Linked DNA regions of Mus musculus: region 1 is linked to region 2. Evidence: chromatin contacts called from public Hi-C data. All regions are on one chromosome and are shown on one strand. Each heading gives the region's core, a stretch centred on a gene start, on an enhancer-like site or on the middle of the called end of the contact. The rest is flanking DNA. Distances are from core to core; before and after follow the strand shown.

Region 1 (5,558 bases), core at 2,428-4,927, 110 kb after region 2:
ATATGTTTTCTTGTGGGGTCCTTGACCCCTCCAGCTCACTCAATACTATCCCCCACTCTTCCACAAGACTCCCCGAGCTCCACCTGATGTTGGACTGTGGGTCTCTGCATCTGTTTTCGTCAGCTGCTGGGTGAAGCCTCGTAGAAGACAGTTATGCTAGGCTCCTGTCTGCAAGCATAGCAGAGTCTTATTAATAATGTCAGGAGATGTCTCTCTCTAATTGGGATAAGTCCCAAGTTGGGCCAGTCATTGGTCAGCCATTTCCTCAATCTCTGCTCAGTCTTTATCCCTGCACATCTTATAGGGAGGACAAATTTTGGATCAAAGGTTTTATGAATGGGTTGGTATCCCCTTCCCTCCACTGAACTCCCTCCTGGCTACAGGATGTGGCCCCTTAAGTCTCTGTACCCCCGGCTGATCGGAGTCTCAGCTAGGGTCACCCCATAGACTAGCAGGAGACTCCCCTGTCCTATGTCTCCTGATGCTTCTTCCACCAATTTCCATTCCCTCTCCTGCTGCCCCCCCACCTGATCCCCATCTCTCCCTACCCCTCTCCCACATAGTTCCCTCCCTCCATCCACCCTCAGTATCTATTTTATATCCCCTTCTGAGTGAAATCTCATTTATGAATTGTTGATCTTACTGCCTGAGCTGATCGCTGGTGTTCTGTTCAGGAAGTTGTCTCCTGTGCCAATGTGTTCAAGGCGGTTCCCCCCTTTCTCTTCTATTAGATCAATGTATCTGGTTTTATGTTGAGGTCTTTGATCCACTTGGACTTGAATTTGTGTAGGGTGATAAATGTTCTACATGCTGACATCCAGTTAGACCAGCACCATTTGTTGAAGATGCTTTCCTTTTTCCATTGTATAGTTTTGGCTTCTTTGTCAAAAATCAAGTATCCATAGGTGTGTGGGTTTACTCCTATGTCTTCAGACCTATGCTGCCACTGTGAATGAGACCACCTGGGGTGGAGTCTTCCATTCTATTGCTCTGTCACCTGCGTGGCACCTGACCTGCTGAGAGGCTAAACCTGTCTTCCTGAGATATTCCTGAGATAGCTGACAACCTGTGGCATTGACAACCTAATGCTAACAGTTCTGGCAGACTAAGTGCTAACAACTTGGCAACAAAGCATCAAGAAGCCTGGCGTGGCAGGAGATGGGCCTCCCCCCTTTATAAGCACAGACACTTAGTAAACATTGGGTCTTGATCAGAAATCTGTCTTGGTCTCCTTTCTTCTCTCGCTGTTTCCTCCCTTACAGCTCCAGCCTCCCGCTCAGGAACCCAGTTCGTGTGGCCGCAGGCAGCTACAGATCAACCTGTCTGTTTTTGTGCCAATACCATACAGTTCTTCTTATATTGTTCTGTAGTACAGCTTGAAATCAGGGATGGTGATACCTCTAGGAGTTCTTTTATTATACAGGATTGTTTTAGATAACTTGGGGTTTTTGTTTTGCCATATGAAGATGGGAATTGCTCTTTCAAGTTATATAAAAAATTGTTTTGGAATTTTAATGGAAATTGGATTTAATCTGTAGATGGCTTTTGGTAAGATGGCCATTTTTACTATGTTAATCCTACCGATCCATGAGCACAGGAGATTTTTCCATCTTCTGATATCTTCCTTAATTTCTTTGGCAGCCTACAGAAAGGGGAAAGATATTCACCAACCCTAGTCCAACAGAGGACTAATATCTAAAATATATAAAGAACTCAAGAAATTAGACACCAACAAACCAAATAACCCAATTAAAAATGAGTTACATATCTAAACAGAATTCTCAACCGAGGAATCTCTAATGGCTGAGAAGCACTTAAAGAAATGTTCAATGTCCTTAGTCATCAGGAAAATGCAAATAAAACAACTCAGTGATTCCATCTTACACATGTCAGAATGGCTAAGATCAAAAATGTAAGTGACAGCACATGCTAGCAAGGATGTGGAGCAAGGGGAACACTCCTCCATTGCTGCTAGGAGTGTAAACTTGTACAACCACTTTGGAAATCAATTTGGTTGGTTTCTCAAAAAATTGGGAATAGTTCTACTTCAAGACCCAGCATACCACTCCTGGGCATACACCCAAAAAATGTTCTACCACACAATAAGGGACACTTGCTCGACTATGATAATAGCAGCTTTACTCAGAATAGCCAGAAATTGTAAACAACCCAGATGTCCTTCACCTGAAGAATGGATACAGAAAACGTGGTTCATTTACACAATGGCATACTATTCATTTGTTAAAAACAAGCACATCATGAATGGAACTAGAAAATATCATCCTGAGTGAAGTAACCCAGACTCAAAAAGACATGCGTGGTATGTACTCACTTATAAGTGGATATTAACCATAAAATATAGAATAACCATGCTACAATCCACACACCCAAAGGAGCTTAAAGGTCCTAAGGAAGGATGCTTTAATCTCCCTCAGAAGAGGATATAAAATAGACATTAGAGGTGGATAGAGGGAGGGAATGATGTGGGAGAGCAGGCTGTGTGGTGGTGGTGTAAACCTTTAATTCCAGCACTCAGAAGGCAGAGAGAGGTACAGGCAGGCTGATCTCAGTTCGAGGCCAGCCTGGTCTATAGAGTGAGTCCCAAGACAGCCAGGGCTACATAGAGAAACCCTGTTTGTACACCCTCTTCAAAAGAAAGAGAATATTTTCACAGCTTGTACTCACTTTTTTTTTTTTTTTTTTTTTTTTTGAGACAGAGCCCCCACGTGGTCTAGACTGGCCCCAGAATTCACTACCCGCCTGCTCCAGCCTCCTATGTTTTGGGATTGCAGGTGTGAGCCACCTTGCCCAGCTTTTAATTTTTTAAAAAAATATTTTTAATGACATCTTTTGAAGAGCCAAAGTTTTAAAATGCTGAAGTCTAATTTATTGCTTCCTTTGACGAGTTATTAAAATTGTTTATTTTTTTCTGACCCAAACAAAGTATGACACATCTGTAGCCCTTTTAGCCCAAGAACTTTAAAAACACACTCTGCTGACTTTTCTATGTCTGATTTATGTTTATTTGGTTGCTGTGTGGGGTGGGAGGGAATCTCTTCATCGATGCTGCTGTCAGCCTCTCCTCACACCCTCCGGGCAGCCTTTTCTCAGTGGAGTCTCACCATAAAGTCTAACCTTGTGTTGTATGGCTTTTTCTGGGGCCATGGGAACAAACATTGTTCAGCCCAGAGAAGACACCAAAAACAGAACAAAGGAAGGATTCCAGATAAGGGCAGCTAGACAAACGAGTGAGTTTCCTGGGGTTTCTTGGAGTCTAGGTGAGGGGTTAGTTACAGGAGTGCAGGTGAGTCAGAGTCCCACATCATCAAAATGTCTCGTCGTCTACCGTGATGACTCACGAAAGCTGCATCCTTTTGGCTCCTAGCACAACTTGCCAGCAACTCATCCACACTGTTGAGAGTCTCCTCTCTGCAGCAATTGTCACCATAAGCTCAGGGAGGGGCCTCTGGAAGCTTAAGGTTAAGCACTTGGTAAGCCTTGAAAGTCCCAGGACTTCTGAGTCCCAGAAGGCTGCCTGCCCCTTTCCTCCAGGAGGAAGTTGCTACACCACCTCATTGCAATTCAGCAATCTCAAAATACCTTATCTGTGTAGCAACAGCGGCAGTCTGTTCACACCCAGTGAAGCAAGTCATGGCGGGAGGTATGTGTAAGGTGACAGATGATACTGTGACTGTGAGTGAACTCACCAGGGAAGTAAGCCTGGGCACAAGGATGCAGAAAGCCAAGCACAGAGGCTTTGTGGGAGAAGCCCACACACATCGGAGGAGGAGGAAGCATTCTGTAGTGACAGAGAAGTTGGGCTTGGGGTGTGGAGGTGACCAGGGGTATGAGCTACTGGAAAAGCCATGATAAGAGTCTCAGGGAGGAAGTGACTATCAGCAAGGCCAAGGTGTCACCTACATACTGTCACCTGTAAGCTAACAACTCATAGAAGTCTTCACCTAGATCAGGGGTTCTCAACAGGTGGGTGGGTTGCGATCCCTTTCACAGGAGCCATCTAAGACCACCTGAAAATAGAGATATTAACATTATGGTTTATAGATATTAACATTATAGCTTATAGCAGTAACAAAGTTACTGTTATGAGGTAGCAACAAAAATAATTCTATGGTTGGGGGTCACTGAAACATGAGAAACTGTATTAAAGGGTCACAGCATTAGGAAGGTTGAGAACCACTGGACTAGATCATTTGTAAAAAATTTACATTAGGCAAACCAATCCTAGTCAAGTATTTACTCATTCATCTATTTTATTTTACATTTTTAAACAAGGTCTAACTCTGTAGCTTGGGCTGGCTTTGAACTTGTGGATAACCCTCCAGCCTTGGCCTTCCATGTGTTGAAATTACAAGCGTGAGCTGCCTGCCACACCTGCTCCTTCCAAACATTTTTTTTTTAATCTTGAGCTAGAATTTCATTGCCTAAGCTATCCCTATCCTCAACAAGAATCTACTGATTTAGTCTCAGCAGCGGTGGGATTCCATCGAAAGCCATGCAGTTGTACAGTAAAGCACTGTGTCTGTAAATAAGTATATGGATCTGGCCTTAAAAGAATCATCAGGGTTTTGCTGTTGTTTTATGTATATCTGAGGAAACTCACAGGGGTCAAGAATTAGATCTCTGTGAGTTCGAATCCAGCCTGTCTACACAGATGGAGTTACAAAGCAGTTGTGAACTGCTCCACATGGGTGCTGGGATCTGAACTCCAGGCCTCTGGAAGAGCATGGAGCACTTTTGATCACTACAACTCTCCATCCCCCGTATCAGTTTTTCTTTACTGGCAGATTTTAGTTCACTTTCTGCTGCTATAACGGAATGCCCGAGACTATGATGTTTATAAAGAGCAAGTTGCTACAGTTTCAGAAGCTAGGAAATCGGAGGTCAAAGGGTCAAGGGTCTAGCAAGAGCCTTGCTGCATCATCTCATGACAGAATAGCAGAAAGAAAAAGAAAGGCAGGGAAATAATAGGGAAGGAGGGAGAGAGGGAGGAGTAAAGGGATGGGGGGAGAGAGGGAGAGAGAGAGAGAGAGAGAGAGAGAGAGAGAGAGAGAGAGAGAGAGAGAGAGAGAGAGAGAGAGAATGAGCAGAGAACAGAGATAAGGCACCAAGCTTATGATTTTATCAGAATCCACCCAGCAGAAATAGTCTTGGATCCCGGGATCTCATTCATTATGGAGAGAACTTTTAGTCTTATTAACTTTTATTAAAGGTCCCCTTCCCCTTCCTCTTCCCCCCTTTCTTCAGACAGGGACTCACTATATAACCTTGGCTAACTTGGAACTTACTATGTAGACTACATTGCCTTTAAACTCAGAAGTCTGCCTCCTGAGTACCAAGCTCTGTGAGTACTGGGGATGGAACTACGCAAGTTTAAGCTCAAACTTTCCTTTCCCCCCTCTCCTTCCTTCCTTCCCTCTTCCCTCTCTCCCTTCCTTCCTCCTTTCTTTTTTCTTTTCTTTCTTATATTCTTGAGACAAGGTCTCACTATATAGCCACTAAGTAGCTATCAGAGGATGATGAATTTCTGGATTTCCTTG
Region 2 (5,950 bases), core at 398-2,897:
AGCTCCTTGGCTACTTTCTCTAGCTCCTCCATTGGGAGCCCTATGATCCATCCATTAGCTGACTGTGAGCATCCACTTCTGTGTTTGCTAGGCCCCGGCATAGTCTCACAAGAGACAGCTACATCTGGGTCCTTTCAATAAAATCTTGCTAGTGTATGCAATGGTGTCAGCGTTTGGATGCTGATTATGGGGTGGATCCCTGGATATGGCAGTCTCTACATGGTCCATCCTTTCATCTCAGCTCCAAACTTTGTCTCTGTAACTCCTTCCATGGGTGTTTTGTTCCCAAATCTAAGGAGGGGCATAGTGTCCACACTTCAGTCTTCATTCCTTTTGTTCGGTTTTGAGAGAGGGTCTCACTATGTAGACCAGGCCTTGAACTCATAGAGATCTGTCTGCTTTTGTCTCCCCACTGCTGGGATTAAAGGAGTGTGGTGCCACATCTGGCAGCTCTGTGAATCTTATGTGCTTGCTACTACATAATCCCAGCATTTGAGAAATGGAAGCAGGAGGGTTAGGAGTTCTAGGCCAGCTCCAGCTACATGAGAATGAAGCCAGCCCAGGTTACATGAGACCCAGAAGGACCTAGTTGTATATTTGCCTTTTGAGTCGCTGTGAACATTCATTCATTAATTTCATTCACTTCCTCAAGTTCCCCTAGCAACAAGTGACTAGGCTCGGACAGTAAAATGGAAAAAAACAAAAAAGCAAAACCCACAGTCTTGCTCTCTTTGGACTAGCAGTCTAAAAAAAGAATTACAGCTATTAAAGAATAAATTAGGAATTCAGATTTGTCTCCGTTTTCTTTCTTCTTTTCTTAGGAAAGGGTGACCTTGATTTCCTAATTAGTACATTCACATCTGGCTCTGAAGGTTGTATAGAAATAAAAGTGGCCGGGCGTGGTGGCGCACGCCTTTAATCCCAGCACTCGGGAGGCAGAGGCAGGAGGATTTCTGAGTTCGAGGCCAGCCTGGTCTACAAAGTGAGTGCCAGGACAGCCAGGGCTACACAGAGAAACCCTGTCAAAAAACCAAAATACAAACAAACAAAAATAAATAAATAAAAGTGTAGCCGCGCTGAGAATGAGCCCCGTGTGGTTGGTGCGAGCCAGGTCGCACTGCCTGCGTCACTATGTGAGCTGACGGATGACGCCCCGCTGCACGCCGCTCAGCTCGCCCCGGAGGGGTCGCTTCTTGGCGGGCTAACAGTGACTTGCGGGGGAAGTCTACGCGCGTGTGCACGCGGCACTCTCTGCCCGTGGTCCGGGGACTTTCCCCTAGGCGAAAGGATAAGGAACATGTCCCTCGTATGTAGCCTAGGAAACAGGCCTTCAGAGCGAGCTGCCTTAGCTTCTAGGCGCGACTAATTTATGACTCTACAACAGGCTTAATTTTTTGGTTATGGTGAGAAAATTGGTCTCTCTAGGTAGAAAAACAATGAGCCATTGTTTTAGGCATGATACTTTATCCTGAAAGATTCTGGAGACATAATTGTTTAAGAAAGCTATAAATAGATAGGTCATTAATTAATGTAGGAACGCTAGGTGGGCGTGGTTTATGCAAATATTGCTTAAACCCATCCTGAGATGGGCGTGGCCGCCTTAAGGGACTCAGCCCCCCCGATGTAGGCGTGGTCTCCTGCGCGTGCGCACTACGGCCGGAGGCCCAGCGCTGGAACGCGGGGTACCCGGCGTGCGATTCTGGTGGGCCAGGCATGGAGGGCGCTGGCCCCGTGTTGAGTATTCTGGGGCTGCTGCTTGTGTCTGCGCCTTTTGGAGTCCTTGGGGAGCGCCCCAGCGCCGATCTGGGGGCACACCCAGGTACCTGCGAGAGCTGCTGGAGGGAGGCTGGGACTGCCTAGTAGAAACTGACCGATGGCTTTAATCCACAGAACGGGGCTCCCAGGTCAGTCCGGGAACCACCGAACCTCGGCGGCAGCCGCCACCCAAGGATCAGCGCGAGCGAGCCCGGGCCGGATCGCTGTCTTTGGGCGCTCTGTACACCGCGGCCGTCGTGGCTTTTGTGCTGTTCAAGTGTTTGCAGGTGCGGTATGGCGGTGGGTTGTGGGAGCCCTGGGCCTTAATCTCCTGGGGCCGCTACAGTACCAAGAACAACCGCTTCCCGGCTACCTGTAAAATGAAGGCTCGTTCCTTGGTTTTTCCACATTATTGGGGCATTCGAGGATCCAGAGAGATAATGGATGTAGGGGGCTGAGAAATTGTAGAAACCGTTACTTTTACTCCTCTCTCCAGTGACGATCGATTTTCAATCTGGAGCTCATCCACTTAGTGTCTGATGTAAGTGGGGTTTTAACCCAACTAGTGTCAGTATGCAAAAAAAGAAGTTGCTGCTGAGGCTCCAACCTTGGCCCAAGGAGTTAATCGCGGCAGCAACAGAGTGTCTAGTGGACCAGACACCAAGCCGTTTCGTGCTCTCCTTAGGAAGGAAACCCTGAAATGTGAACTGACTGTACATTCTGATTACTTTGAAACTGTTGACATGGAAAGTGGAACCTACCACCCAGTGCTTTATCTTCAACTCTGGTCAATTACTTGCACAGGGGAATAGAGGCTGAACTAATTAGTAACATAAAACTAGATGAGATTAAAGAGCCAGGCAGACTTGACAGGCTAGGATGAAGATTGGAGTTTAAAGATAGATTAATAAATTCTACCCAGGCGTAGTGTTAGACGCCTTTAATCCCAGCATTCAGGGGAGACAGAGGCAGGAACAGCTCTTGTGAGTTCGAGACCAGTATTTCTGTCTTATGCATGGAGAAGAATACATAAGCAGTTGAGAAGAGGAGCGGGACCCGTGGAAGAGAGGTAGGCATGGCGGCTGACAGTTTCACGGTGTTATGATAACCCACTTTCCAATTAAAGGTTCTGAAGGAGGCTTGTGCTTTATCTACCTATCAGAGCACTGGGAGAATTGTATCCTAAAAATAAACCATAGGGCACTGCCTTTTAGAGCAAAGAGCACTATATAGACTTTTTGTTGTTGGGTTTTTTGTTTTGTTTTGTTTTAGATTTTTAATCTGTAATGGGATAATGTGAATTGAACAGATTGGAGATTTTTTTTTTCACCAGCAAAGACTGAGGGTACAGGAACTGGTGACACAGTCCTATTATTCCAACTACTATGAGGGAGGATTGTAAGTGCAAGGCCCATCTGGACAATTTAGCAAGACTCTACCTCAAAGGCAGCGAGGTATAGGGATGCTAAATAAGAAGGCTGGGGTAAGAGCAATCTTCCCGTCCCTACTGGAGAGTTTCACATTCCCAGGAGTGCTTTAGCAGTCTGGCCATGTGTGGGCATCCTGACGTTTCACTTCATGTTCTGGGTAAGCAGCTGGACTAGAGACAACTGGGATTCTCTGAGGTGGATGCCCAGAGCTTTCTCTATGGCTCCTCTCTTCACTGGCTCTGAGGTGCTGGGGCCTTTGCTGCAGCCTTGTCTTTATCTGCTTCCACAACAGGGCCCAGATGAGGCTGCTGTTCTCAGAGAGGAAAAAAACAAGAAGAAATCCTCGCAGTCAGGTGGGTTGAGCATTTAGTGGTGGTTTCTGGCGATGGAGTAGATCAGGGGACTGCAGGAGTAACCATGCCCTTTCCCTCACTCCCAGAGCAACAGCTGGTGCAGCTGACACAACAGCTGGCCCAGACGGAGCAGCACCTGAACCACCTGATGACACAGCTGGATCCCCTTTTTGAACAGTGAGAATTTGTGGGGTGGGTGAGGTGGGAGCCAAGGAGACAGACTGGGCAGCCCCCTGAGTGGGTATTTCTACAGGGTGACGACTTTGGTTGGAACCCAGAGGGAACTTCTAGACACAAAACTAAAGACCATCCACCACCTTCTACAAGACTGCCAGCCTGGCACAGGAGTGGAAGTTCCAGAACCAGGTAAAAGGTTGGGAGGTTTCTATGGCTGGAGAGCCATGGCTGTGAAACTAGAGCAAGTTGGTCTCTCCTTCACAGAGGCCAGCATACCCTTTACTGAGGACCTGGGGAAAGAAGACCAAGAAGCTGGAAACAGTCAGGCCTGGGAAGAGCCCATAACCTGGAGCCCAGAAACACGGAACCTAGCTCCTTCCTGGGAGGTGGAGCAGGGGCTGAGGAGAAGGTGGCACAAGACGGTGACAAAGGGTCCAGCAGTAAATGGGGAACAACCACTGAAGGTTTAGTAAAAAGAGTCCCCTCGTACTGGGTGTTCCTCTGTGCTTTTTCCACTCCCTGCTACACACACACACACGGTGCAAAAGCCAAGCACTCTTCCCTTATTAGGAAGAGAGAGACTGCCTTCCAGAATGTGAATGGAGAAGACAGAGAGAGAGCCACAGTTCTGCCCTTGTGTTTCTGAGGCTACCGAGATGCCAGCCATCAAGGCTCAAACTCCATTTTCTCGTGATTTAGACAGGAAGGCTTTTGCAAAAACAACCCTTTATTAAGATCCAGTGGGGAAATAAATTATAGAACATAGGAGGTAGTTCAGGAGGATCTGGAGTTCAAGGCCACCCTGGACTGCATGAAACCTTGTCTCAAGAAAACAAACTATATACAATAGCCAGGTGTGGCAGCACACACCTATAACCCAACACCTGAGAGACTGAGGCAGAAGGAATTCAAATTCATGGTCAGCCTGGGTAAGATCCTTTCTCAAGAATAAATCAGGAAACCATAGGCAATAACAACAAAATGGACTCCTTTTCAAAGCTGCAAATGGGATTAACCGCTGGCCACAGACAGCAGGGGCTTTTCAGGCCCCCCAGTGGCAGGGCGTTAAAGGGACTTGTTCCACTGAGGCTCAATCGAAGTACATTCCCTTTTGTTCGTGGCTCTGCCCTATTCCTGAGTATCCGAGTTCTGGAATTTGTAAGATTCTTCATAGGCACACCCAGCTGCCATGTGTATCCCAGGATAGCTGTGAATATGGCCCCAGCATGTTTGTAGATGACAATGTCATGTTGCAGTGACACTTCTGTGGGTCGAGCTCTTCTGGCTTCTGTGGGAAGAAAACAGTCTGGTCACCGGGTCAGTCCTCAGTCACCCACGGGGTGGGGGAGGGGCTGTGAGGGACGCTGCTCCTTCTCAGCACGGCTAACCTGATAGCCAGAGTCAGGCTGTGGTGCCACTGTGACAGCTCCTCCTGGTCAGTAGACATAAGCAGTAGCTTCTCATGGGGAAAGGACAGCTAAGGAGAAACCAGTTAGTTCAGAGCAAGTCAGGCTGGGGCCCTCTCTGGTCCCGTGACACTAACTCAGGGATAAGTGTGAAACCTCAGCCCCAAAAGGGAGCTAGCTCAAGTGATGGGCTGGTCTACAACTACTTCAAGTATATTTTGGGCCCAGATTTCCCATCTACTACTTACACTGAGCAAACCACCACAAGGTCCTCCCGAATGGCCAAAGACCCTGCTAAGGTGACACTGGGACATAGGGTACAGGGCTCTGCAGACAAAGGTGCCACTCTTCAGCAGGTGCAGTGGGGGCCGAGGCTTGGCCATGAGGAGCACGTCGGAGAAAAGGAAGAACATCCGGGGCCGAGGCTCCCCAGTGGGAGGCACCACTAAAAGCCAGCCCTGCCGTAGGAACCAGCGGCCTTGAAAATGAGAGCACTGTTATTGTACAGCTCAAGAATCCGTAGGAACACAAGAGAGACAGGACGTTGGGGAAGGGGTAATGTTACTGTGTGGCGATGTGGAGGTCACAGAACCACCCTGGAGTCAGTTTTCTCCTTTCACCTTTATATGCATTCCAGAATTGCACAGGTCATACAGCAAGCACATTACCTACTGGGTCATCTTGCCAGCCCAGCATGCTGGCATAAGCAAGGGGCAACTGAAGGGGCAGAGTCCACGGTCTACCTGAAGTCAGCCCTTTTGCCTTGCGCCCACTGAGTAGAGCCTGGACACGCAGCAGATGCTGATCATTCTTCTGACTCTGGCCGATG

Evidence for each region. A called contact is a pair of places that touch in the nucleus more often than the background predicts.
Region 1: a contact with region 2 is called in a Hi-C map of the G1E-ER4 cell line, with 2.0 times the contacts expected there. The contact joins the enhancer-like site here to the promoter of Ccdc107 in region 2. A contact is called at or near these places in 7 of 39 promoter capture datasets (the C10 cell line, the HPC-7 cell line, cranial neural crest and 4 more), 1 of 484 Hi-C or Micro-C datasets (the G1E-ER4 cell line), 1 of 115 datasets of contacts at active chromatin or transcription factors (the HPC-7 cell line) and 3 of 9 other capture datasets (adipose tissue, liver and pancreatic islet).

Annotation. Positions count from the first base shown.
Region 1 is chr4:43,601,599-43,607,156 of GRCm38.p6, forward strand. Gm42279 (a long non-coding RNA gene) reads right to left here. Exons shown (of 3, transcript XR_881221.1): 2 at 3,963-4,028; 3 at 1,612-1,642. Among named protein-coding and RNA genes, the nearest start is that of Gm42279, 18 kb to the right of the region's middle. Within about 2 kb of position 3,678, at least 57 of the 459 cell types and tissues checked have an H3K27ac peak or open chromatin away from gene starts, as enhancers often do. A contact at or near this core is called in the G1E-ER4 cell line, the HPC-7 cell line and hematopoietic stem and progenitor cells, where this site is marked.
Region 2 is chr4:43,491,718-43,497,667 of GRCm38.p6, forward strand. It overlaps Ccdc107 (coiled-coil domain containing 107), which reads left to right and starts at 1,648. Exons shown (of 6, transcript NM_001037913.2): 1 at 1,648-1,819; 2 at 1,891-2,042; 3 at 3,478-3,538; 4 at 3,625-3,715; 5 at 3,792-3,904; 6 at 3,980-4,204. The coding sequence starts at 1,714. The coding sequence ends at 4,185. Arhgef39 (Rho guanine nucleotide exchange factor (GEF) 39) reads right to left here. Exons shown (of 12, transcript NM_001013377.3): 9 at 5,865-5,950; 10 at 5,370-5,599; 11 at 5,104-5,192; 12 at 4,425-5,003. The coding sequence ends at 4,961. It also overlaps Rmrp.